2 separate regions of the Sus scrofa genome follow, and region 2 is linked to region 1. A link is a contact called in public HiChIP or PLAC-seq data. All regions are on one chromosome and are shown on one strand. The core of a region is the stretch at or near the end of the contact, and the rest is flanking DNA. Distances in the headings are between cores, read along the strand shown.

The links. HiChIP or PLAC-seq counts read pairs in DNA pulled down with a chosen protein or histone mark.
Region 2: an H3K27ac HiChIP or PLAC-seq map of skeletal muscle shows a contact between it and region 1. The contact joins the promoter of LOC106510645 here to the promoter of TXLNA in region 1. A contact is called at or near these places in 1 of 5 promoter capture datasets (liver), 4 of 47 Hi-C or Micro-C datasets (embryonic fibroblasts, heart right ventricle, liver and 1 more) and 2 of 2 datasets of contacts at active chromatin or transcription factors (alveolar macrophages and skeletal muscle).

Annotation. Positions count from the first base shown.
Region 1 is chr6:88,656,764-88,662,012 of Sscrofa11.1, reverse strand. TXLNA (alpha-taxilin) reads right to left here and starts at 1,962. Exons shown (of 11, transcript XM_003127774.6): 1 at 1,808-1,962; 2 at 1,062-1,271; 3 at 1-234. The coding sequence starts at 1,239.
Region 2 is chr6:88,711,140-88,716,512 of Sscrofa11.1, reverse strand. It overlaps LOC106510645 (myotubularin-related protein 9), which reads left to right and starts at 3,665. Exons shown (of 11, transcript XM_021095804.1): 1 at 3,665-3,853; 2 at 4,005-4,324; 3 at 4,505-4,613; 4 at 4,831-4,956; 5 at 5,072-5,245. The coding sequence starts at 4,140. FAM167B (protein FAM167B) reads right to left here and starts at 803. Exons shown (of 3, transcript XM_005665176.3): 1 at 335-803; 2 at 35-155. The coding sequence starts at 595.

The sequences.
Region 1 (5,249 bases), core at 713-3,212:
TGGAGGGCTCCTTCTCACCATTGACTACTGGGGTCTCTGGCTCAGGCTCCCCATTCCTTGAGGCATAGGTCCGGGACTTCTCTGCATCTTCAGGTTCACCAGGCTCACCCTGTGCCCCATCTTCGCCTGGGCCCCCCTGATTGTTGTCTATACAGTATGTACTGAGGATGTCTTCCAATTGGCGGCTCAACTCCTCTGAGACATCACGGAGGGCCCCAGTTTTGGCTTGTGCTCCTGCAGCAGGAGGGATGAGGGGCAGAGTCAGAAATAAGACCATTATGCCACTGGCTGGGATTTTTTCAGGCCCAAACTTACTAGTTTGGGTTAAATGTTACCTAACTTCTTTAAACCTCAGTTTTATTACTGATAAAACTATTTCTCACCTCTGCCCAACCATGCTTGTTATAAGAGAAATCAAGTAAGGAGACCACCCAACACAGAGGTGGCATCATGTAGCAGGAACTCAAGGTCTAGTCCACCTGCAAATGTCACTTCTTGCTATTAAAAAAGTTCCAAGAGTTCCCGTTGTGGTGCAGCAGAAACGAATCTGACTAGTATTCATGAAGACTCAGGTTCGACCCTTGGCCTCACTTAGTAGGTGAGGGATCCTGTGTTGCTGTGACTGTGGTGCAGGCTGGCAGCTGTAGCTCCAATTCGACTTGAGCCTGGGCACCTCCATATGCCTAGGGTGGGGCCCTAAGAAACAGAAAAAAAAGAAAAAAAAAAAAAAGTTCCAGAAATGCCTCAAATAGGAATAGCAGTTACCCACTGCTGAAAGTGGTGTTTTTGATTTGCTGGTTGGGTGCCTCATTTGACTGCCAACCTGACTTAATCCTGTCAGAAGCTTCTCTCAGGAGAGTTCTGTCCCTGTGCTTAGGGTGGGAGGCTCTATCAACTCCCCAGCGCAGAGTGGGCACTCAAGGACTCAGTGGTGTCCTCCCCTCATTCTACATTTCCTCCCTTCTGGATAAACAGTGGCCTTGGCTTCTAACCCCAGAAGCTAGACTGACGCACCATAAACTCCTCCCCCTGCCCATTGGAAAAGCAGAGCTGGCACACACCCTCAGCCTTCCCTGGAGCCTGGCTGGTGGAACCTTCAGCTTCTGTCGTGGGAGCAGACTGGCTGGGCCGCCCCTGGCCTCCCTCTGGTCCTGCTTCCGGTTGCCCCGGGGTGTTTTTGGGGTTGGAAGTGTGGCCAGATTGCTTGGCAGCCCCATTCTTTTTGTCTTGGTTCTTCATTGTTGTTTGCAACGTTAGGTTATGAGCAGAACCTATAGAAACAAATACACTTGCTATTTTCCAGACTTTAAACAATTCTTCGCAGCCTGGATCTGATATCTCCACACCGGACCCGCAAAGCTTCTTAAACCGACCGGCCTTCCTCGGATGGGAGCCAGTGGGGCTCCCTATCTCTGGTCGGTCAGGGAAGTCTGGTGTGCCCAACAGCAGGGGAGAGGAGGCCTCCTTTTTCCCCGAAGCTACTTCCCCGGCACAACCCAGCCCTCTCACCACAGCCCGTGCGCCGGACAGGCTCAGGCCCAGGGACTGACGTGGCGGGACGCTGGATTCCCGGTTCCTCCCCGCCCCCCAGGCCCCACGTGTGCCCACCCCCCCGCGCGCGCGCGCAGCCACCCACGCCCCGCGCGCCCTCCAGCCGCGCGCTCCGCCCGCGCATGCGCACAGGCCTCGGCCCCTGCACTCCAGCCCGAGTCCTCGTGCGGAATCGGCGTAATTCCCTGAACCGTCCGAAGGCGTCGGGCCCCGGGCCCTCTGCTTGCCTTGTACCCCTAACCGACGCAATACGCACCCCACCGCCGACGTCCCGACGGCTTCTCCTGCTCTGGCCTCTCACCGGAAACCCTGGGTAACTGCTGCCGGCAGAGCCGCCTGCTCGCGCCGCGGCCAATCAATAGCCCGCGCTCTCGCGGGGCTTGCTGGGAAAGTTGAAGCGAAGGCGGCCTCTGAGGCGGGTGAGTTGGGAAGGCGGAGTGGGGGGGTGGAGGGACAGAAAGGACTACATGTCCCTCCATGCACCGGGCTGATCCCGACTCCCAAGCTGCAACAGGGCTTTCGTTCTTGGAGCCCAGACCCAGGAGGTCCGAAAGCAGCCAGTCATTCTGCACTGGTACTCACGTCAACCTCCTTTCCATCACGCAGAAGTTATGATTCAGCTCCCAGAGCCTTGCGCCTGGCTGCTTTTTCCCCGCACACCTCAACCCCGTCCTTCCCTCCTGCTGAGGATATCTGTGACTATCTAGGAACTCTGAGGACGAGGGATAAAATACGGTGCTGGACATCAGATCTGTATTCCTTCCAGTCCTAATTTCATCACTAATTTGTTATGTGACCGGGCATTCTTTTCATTCCCAGAGCCTCGATTTCCGTATTCCTATAGAAAATTTTAATAACAGTAGTTCTTTGAATGCTAGCTTTCCCAGTAACTACTCCAGATAAATACTGTAGTATTTGTTACTCTCAATTTACACCTGTTAGGTGATTGTCCAAGGTCACATAGCTATTGACTGATTAGAGCAGTTTCAAAGCCAGGAAGTCTGGCACCCATCTCAACTACTGGACTACCCTGCTTCTTACTCAGGAAGAAATAATCACCATGATGCGCTTTCCTTGAGGGTGAGTCAAGGTAACTTGGAAAAGTAAATACTTAATTTCCCATCCCCATTTCCACCTTGAGTCCCTCTTTGGAAGGTGCTGAGGCCCTGTAAGGGGAAGTTTGGTTTCAGCAGATTCCTGAGCCTTTTCTTTGGCCCACTCCTACCAAGTCCCAGTTGCACTGGTGCTAAAGGGGAAAAATAGCCAAGCTTTTCTCAAAATGTGAAATCACAATTCTTTTTCCATTTGTCTGTAGACAACAGAATAAAACACAGCAACCTATGTGCTTGGATTTTTTTTTTTTTTTTTTTTTTTTTTAAGGGCTGCACCTGCGGCATATGGAAGTTCCCAGGCTAGGGGTCTAATCAGAGCAGTGGCTGCCAGCCTGCACCACAGCCATAGCAACGCCAGACCCGAGCCACATCTGTGACCTACGCTGCAACTCATGGCAATGCCAGATTCTTAACCCACTGAGTGAGGCCAGGGATCGAACCTGTGTCCTCATGGATGCTAGTTGGATTCTTTACCTCTGAGCCACAACAGGAACTCCTGTGCTTGAAATTTAATGCCTAAATGGTTTTGCTTTTATTTCCTGTCAATCCTCCTCATCCCCTTGGCCTTTTAAAAAAAATTATTAAAGCGTAGTTGATTTACAATGTTTCGTCCCCCTCTGCCTTTTTTGTTCCAGCTATACTTTTACTGTTTCCAGGATTTCCCAGGTTTTTGCAGGTGCCATACCATTGTCGATGAAAAAAATGTTACCTGCCATATCAGTAAACAAAGGATGTTGCAGCCATCAAGCCATCACATTACAGCTGCCCAAAGGTGAGCCCTGGGGGAACTCAGGGTAGAAACAAATTGCCTGCCATCTAGCAGTCTGTGCTGCAGTCACCCTCCCGCCCAAGCCCATAGAGCACCCTGAGGAGACTCAGGATGAAAAAGCACCTGATAGTGGCCCCAGTTAGCTGAGTTGCATATCAAAGGAAATAAGCCCAGACTCTTGCATCTTCCCATACACAGAAAACTGCTAAATTCCTTAACTTGAAGTATCAGGTTTTCGTTTCTTTTCTTTTTCTTTTTGTCTTTTAGGGCCACACCCTCGGCAAACGGAGGTTCCCAGGCTAGAGGCTGAATTGGAGCTGTAGCTGGCTGGCCTACACCACAGCTACAGCAGTGCCAGGTCTGAGCCATGTCTGTAACCTACACCACAGCTCACGGCAACACCGGATCCTTAACCCACTGACTGGGGCCAGGGATCGAACCTGCATCCTCATGGATGCTAGTCAGATTCATTTCCTCTGAGCCATAATGGGAACTCCTCAGGTTTTCTTTAATTAACAGTAATTTACCTGCTGTTTGTTGAAAAAAACTATTATAGATCCTGGCTTCTCCCTTACGTCTTCAGAACAGTCTCTCAGAAGCTGCATCCTGGACTTAAGTACTCAGTTTTGTCTGCCAAATAAAACAACTCTCAACGTTTAGGTTGTGCTTTTTTTTTTTTTTTTTCCCAGTCAGCACCACCTTCCAAAATGCCCTTCTGAGTAAAACAAAACCTTTTGGGGCCCACCCACTTCAAAGAGCCTTTGCAGTGCTCTGCAGTTCATCCTAGCTCCCTAGGTGTGGAGAGAGTTCTGTTACATCACTAGCGATGAGGTGTTGAAATTATTGCTTACAAGTCCCTGAAAATTGCAATAACTCTTGGCTAAATTCTCTAGTCCTAAAGCCCAGCATCAGTCTGGGGGTAGAGAAGGCAGAGAATATTTTATTTAAAAAAAATTTTTTTTGGCTGCCCGGCAGCATAGGGAGCTCCCAGGCCAGGAATCAAATCTGAGCCACAGCTGTCGCAACACTGGATCCTTAACCCGCTGTGCTGGGCGGGGACTGAACCCATGTCCCAGAACTCCTGGAATGCTGCCAACCCCCACTGCACCACAGCAGGACCTCCAAGAATGTTTTAAATTGTGCAAACTGGGCATTGTTTTAGGGCTCTTAAGATGGTAAATGTTTCCCCTGGTTGAGGAGACTTCTGGGCAGTACTCTTCCCTATCCCATAGGCAGCATTTACCAGGTTACGGTGAAAGGTAATGTTGGTATAATCATATAATGGAACTCAAGCTCTGAAAGGTTTGAGATCCAAGTCTCTCAAAACTGAGGCCCTGATTACTTTCAGAAAAGCATATGGTTAATGGCTTAAGGAGATTAACTATGAATCAGGCCTTGATGGATTTCTATAGGAAGAGGGTGTTCTAGGCAGAGATAAAGAACATACCAGGACAAGGTATGCACGGGGTGAGCAGTGGGTGGCATGTGTACCAAGAAGGGTCAACAGTGGCCTACAGCTGAGTAATGAGCACAGCAGGCAGGCAAGGAAAGAAGATTTAGAAAGTTACTTTCTCCTTTGCCATAAAAGAAAATGGCAACAGTATTAGCACCTGCCAGTGAGTCAGGGAGCCCACTGGGAGTGGTGGTGACTGGTTAAATAGAGCTCTTGCCCATTGTTTTCAAGCAGAAACTCAGGCTCAGGAGTTCCAGATATTTTTAAAGATACATCTTTATTACTGTTATTTTTCAATATTGGCCACAAATTAAAATTTAAAACATACTCTATAAGCCAACCAAAACCTTCCTTTCGGATTGTA
Region 2 (5,373 bases), core at 2,416-4,915, 53 kb before region 1:
ATATTGGGTTAAGAGCCACCTATTTAACACTCACCTCCTCTGTCTATAGCGTGGTCAGTTCTCCTTTGTATCTTTGGGTACAGCAATTCCCAGAGTATGGGAGGCCATGCCTTCCCCCGTTTAAGTGGTGGCCCGCAAAGGCAGGGCTCTGTCCTCTAAGCCACAGGAACACAAGGTCAGTAGATTGGATGGACTCCATCTTCAGCAAGCCACAAAAGTGGGCGGTTGCCAGAGACAGGGTCCATTCTCATCCCCTCCCCACACCCAGGGTCTTGGGCCCTAAGGAAGACTACCCCAAGGCCCTCTATAAGGTTGCCCACCCCACCAGACTCACCAGTTCCTGTCGGAGCCACTCAAGGGCAGATTCCATTGAGTCAAAGCCACAGATGGCCCCAGGTCCCTCCGGTCCGGGTCTAGCTTGGGCCTTGCGCCAGGCCTGGCTCTGGACCCGGGCTGACCACTCCAGATATGAAGGCCGCCGTGTCTGCAGCTGCAACTTGGTCGTCAGCGCCTTTACAGAGTCCAGGCTCTCTTCTTCCTCATCCTCCTCATCTTCTTCCCCTACTGCCTGGAATTTCAGTGGCCCCAGGGACATGGTTGGGAGTGAATGACAGGCTGCAGTTCTGGGATTAGGGAAAGCCTGGGAATATTGCCCAGGAAGAGGTGACAGAAGCTGATGGTGAAAGAGATGTGCCAGGGAGTGTGGGATGGTGAATGTTCAAGGTGGGTCAGGGAGGCTTGAATATATCAGAGTGCGTAAGGAGATGGGTGTGGGAAGTGCGTGTGAAAGGGCTGGGATTTTCCTGGACTGCTAACCCAGAAGCCACGTGATGCCCATCCGGGTGGGGGCTGAGGGAGCCCTGCTCCTCTGGCCCCTTGGATAAAATTTATTGTCTTTGTCCAGAAGGAGACACCCAGTTCCCAGAAAGGAAGTTGCTCCAGGATAAGAAAAGCATCATCCACACCAGTCTTGGACCTCTTCCCAAGACCAAGGTTAAGGGAATGGGGAGGGGATAGGAGACTGATAAGCTGTGCCCTGTGTCCACTCATGTCACTGGCCCTTCAGCAAGGGAATCGTGTCTAGATCCCTGGCTCGAGAGTCAGAGATCTGGTTCTGGTATAGGTTCTGTGGGACCTTGGACAAGTCACTGACCCTCTATTGAGACAGACCAATTATTTCAAGCTCTATTCTAAAGAACTTCATGTTCCCTTGGAAATTCCTCAAGGATGATGTGTGGGGCTAAATGCAGCATTGGGCTCCTGGACCTTCTTCTCCCTGCCCCTCCCAGGGCTTCAACCAGAGAAGTTCCCTTTTTAAAACTTTGTGTTGCAATGTAACACACACAGAGAGAAACTTCCATGTCAGAAGTATGTGGCTTGATGAGTTCTTCCAAACTGATTACACTTATATAAGCAGTACCCAGATGGAGCGAAGGAATATTACCAGCATCCAGGAAGTCTCCTTTGTGCTCCTGCCCTATCGCAACTCTTCTAAGGGCAATGTAACCAAACATAGGGCTTGCTCATGTGCCCCAAATGCAAAAAGCCAAGATCTGACTTTGCAACAAAGTAAGGGTTCACTTCGGGGGTGGGGGCAACAAAGGAGTAGGAAAAAAGCCCCAGATCCACTCGAACTTGGTCTTTGAGGGTTAGATTTTTGTTTTTGTTTTTTTTAAGGGGAAGAACAAAGAGGCTGGGATTAATCATCATCTTGTGACGTTTCTGTTTCTGTGACATTTCTTCATTTCCTTTTTTCTTTTCTTTTTTTTTTTTTTTTTTTTTTTTGTCTTTTTGGGGCCGCACCTGCAGCACATGGAAGTTCCCAGGCTAGGGGTCGAATCAGAGCTGCAGCTGCTGGCCTACGCCACAGCCACAGCAATGCCAGATGTGAGCTGCATCTTTGATCGACACCAGAGCTTGCAGCAATGCCAAATCCTGAACCCACCGAGTAAGGCCAGGGATGGAACCTGTGTCCTCGTACTAGTTGGGTTTGTTATTGCTGAGCCACAATGGGCTGCTCCGCGGCATATGGAGTTTCCCAGGCTAGGGGTCAAATTGGAGCTGTAGCCACTGGCCTATGCCAGAGCCACAGCAACTCGGGATCTGAGCCGCTTCTGCAACCTGCACCACAGCTCACGGCAACGCCAGATCATTAACCCACTGAGCAAGGGCAGGGATCGAACCCGCAACCTCATGGTTCCTAGTCGGATTCGTTAACCACTGCGCCACGACAGGAACTCATGTGACGTTTCTTAATTGTAGTTTCAGGCGTCAGGATGTCTCTGGTTTAAGATTATCTGGCTAGGGAGTCCATGGCTTCGGGCTGATGAGCTGTTACCTCATCTTGCCCTGGAGAAACAACTGGAGTTTGTCTGTTAATGACGATATCTAGAATAGCAATTTTAGTACATTAGTGATGTTACTGACAACAGCAATTTTAGTCACCTCACTCTGGTTGATTATTCAGTTAGCACAAGATTATGGTCAAAGGGGACAAAAAGGGGATTAAAGTTTGGATAGAGAGAATCATAAACTCAGTAAGAGAACTTGCTTTTATTTTTTTTTAATTTTTATTTTATTTTGTTTGTTTTTTTGTCTTTTTTAGGGCCGCACCCGCGGCATATGGAGGTCCCAGGCTAGGGGTCTAATCGGAGCTGTAGCCACAGCCACAGCAACGCCAGATCCAAGCCGGGTCTGTGATCTACACCACAGCTCATGGCAATACTGGATCCTTAACCCACTGAGCGCGGCCAGGGATCGAACCCACAACCTCATGGTTCCTAGTCGTTGTTAACCACTGAGCCACAACGGGAACTCCGAAAAAATAAAAATCTTAAAAAAAAAAAAAAAGAAATGCAAAAAAAAAAAAGAGAGAGAGAGAGAACTTAGTTTTAGGGGGACTTGGTTTCAGTGATACTACCCTAATTTCTGACAGCATAGATTCGCTTTGCCTTTTTGTATACTTTCCAGTGTTCTCAACTTCAGCATGGATCAGAATTGCCTGGAAAGCTTGTTTAAGCAGATTGCTGGGCCCCATTCCCAGAGCTTCAGATTCAGTGTATGTCAGGTAGGGCCTGATAATTTGCATTTCTGAGGAATTCCCATCCCAGCTGATTTCAGCTGGTCTGGAATTTTACAATTCGTACTCTTTTATGTCTGATTCCTTTCACAGAGTGGTTCCAACTTTATGTTTATATGATGGGGGGGAGGGTCCACCGATGACTTCATTATTTGAAAGAAGGGTCTTGCACACACACAAAAGCCTGAAACCTGGTAGACCAGAAGGCTCGTTAAAGGCAGGGAGACATTTCTTCTTGGTAATCAGCCTTTAACACGGTGTAGGCATCAGTGTTAAAGAAATATAAGAACACTTGGATGGATGGGTCTTCCAGCTTAAGTGCGTCTTTTCCCAGGCTGAAAACTCTGTGAACGGAACTTCCCTCGGCCATCCTTGCGTCTCAACACCCAATGTAAGGCCCAGCTCGGTGCAGAGTCCATTCATGTTTGGTGGAAGGATGGAGAGACGCGGGATGGGGCTTCTGTACCAGAAGTGGCCCCCATAGAGGGCGCCCTCAGGCAGGGACTTCCAGCTGTGGTGGGGGAGGGGCGCCAGCGACACAGCTGCTTGTGTTTAAGGTGGACCAGGGGATTTTCCCCCCACCCTGCCTCCGCCGTAGGGGAGGATGCAGACAGTTCCCCGTTTCACATCTACCCTTTCTACCCCTTCCACCAGGGTACAGGAGAAAGACGGTCTTTTCCTTTATTTTTTGAAATCAGTGGGAGTGCCAGCTCCCCAGAATTAAAAACAACAGCAACACACAAAAATGAGGTCCTCCGGCAACTCAGGCAGGAGGTAAAGGGCTTTACCAAGGTTATTCTCCCCATTTCACAGATGATGAAATTGAGGTTTCCTTAACAGTTTCTACTAGCCCCAGGGTCTCACTAAGAAGTGTTGGCAATGGGGGGGGGGGGTCCTGTGACGCTGTGTGATCTTTTCCTCCAAGGGGCCTCCTTAACAGCTGTCCTGCCGGCGTCGCCAGCTGCCCAGCCAGTTCCTGTCCCTTTCGGAGTCCGCGCTCACCCGCCTGACGCTCCTAGAGTCTGTCCTCCTGTCGGGCCCCAGGCCCTCCGCTGGAGGAATGGAGTTCTCGGAGCTGATACGTACGGGCCAAGCCCAAGCCGAGCTCCTGCGGGGCTCGGAGACGCCCCCGCTGCGCGGCACGCTCTGCGTCACCGGCCACCACCTGCTGCTGTCGCCAGGGGCCCAGGCGACTCCAGATCTGTGGCTGCTGCTGTTGCGTAGTGTCGACTCCATCGAGAAGCGGTGAGAGACGTGGCGGCGACGTCCGGGTAGTTGGGGAGCGCGCGGCTCCGCAGGGAGAGGGGGAAGGGCAAGCGCTGTTGGAGCTGGTGCGCCCCTGCATAACGTGCGACCCTACGAAACTCCCTTCTCCTCCCCTGGTCGGGGGCGGGGGACATTAAGCCTAAACCCGTACATCTCTAGGGTCGAGGGTGACTCCGGCACCATCACGCTGCGCTGTAAGGACCTGCGAGTGTTGCAGCTAGAAATAGAGGGCGTGGAGGCGACGCTGGACATCGCCCGCTCCATCGAGGTCCGCCAAGGGTGCACCAGAGGCCCTTAAGCTACCTATCCCTTAACGAGGGGGTCAGCGGGGGTTATCGCTCAAGGGGACCCAGCATCCAGTGTTATTCTGGAGCAAAGCTAATGGCAAAGAGATGCAGAGGGTTCTGGAGTAGATGGAGAGGCGAGAGCTGCGGTGCGGAGGGCTGGATTCCAACCTTTCCCAGATGCCTTGACTTCCTTCCCAGGCGCTGTCCTCCCTGGAATCAGTCATCACCTCCTTTCCATTCTTCTACCGTCCCAAGAGCTTGAGATTGGGCGATGCCTGGCACTTCCACCCGCCCGAAAGCTACTACAAGAGAGTAGCTCGCGAGGTGGGCGCGGTCGTGGGGGCCTGGGAATGTGGAAGAGCCGGCCCTGGAAGGGGAGCAGGGACGGGGCACTCACTGGGAGCCCTAGACCTGATCTTTGCTCCTTCTTGTGCCACAGACCAACGCTTGGCGGCTGAGCGAGGCGAACGAGGACTTCAGTTTGTGCCCCAGTTACCCCCGCGCTGTGATCGTGCCTCGAGCGGTGAACAACGATGCCCTGGCGCGCAGCGCCCGCTTCCGCCAGGGAGGCCGCTTCCCGGTTCTCAGCTACTACCACGCTCCCAGCGGAACTGTGAGCCCCGCCCCTCCCCAGACCCCGCCGCTAGAAGCCTCTGCTCCCTCCTTGGGTCTTCTCTGCACTGGTCTGGCCAGTTCGTTGCCCGGCTGTTGCCTGGCGGCTGTTGCGGGGCTCCGGCTCTA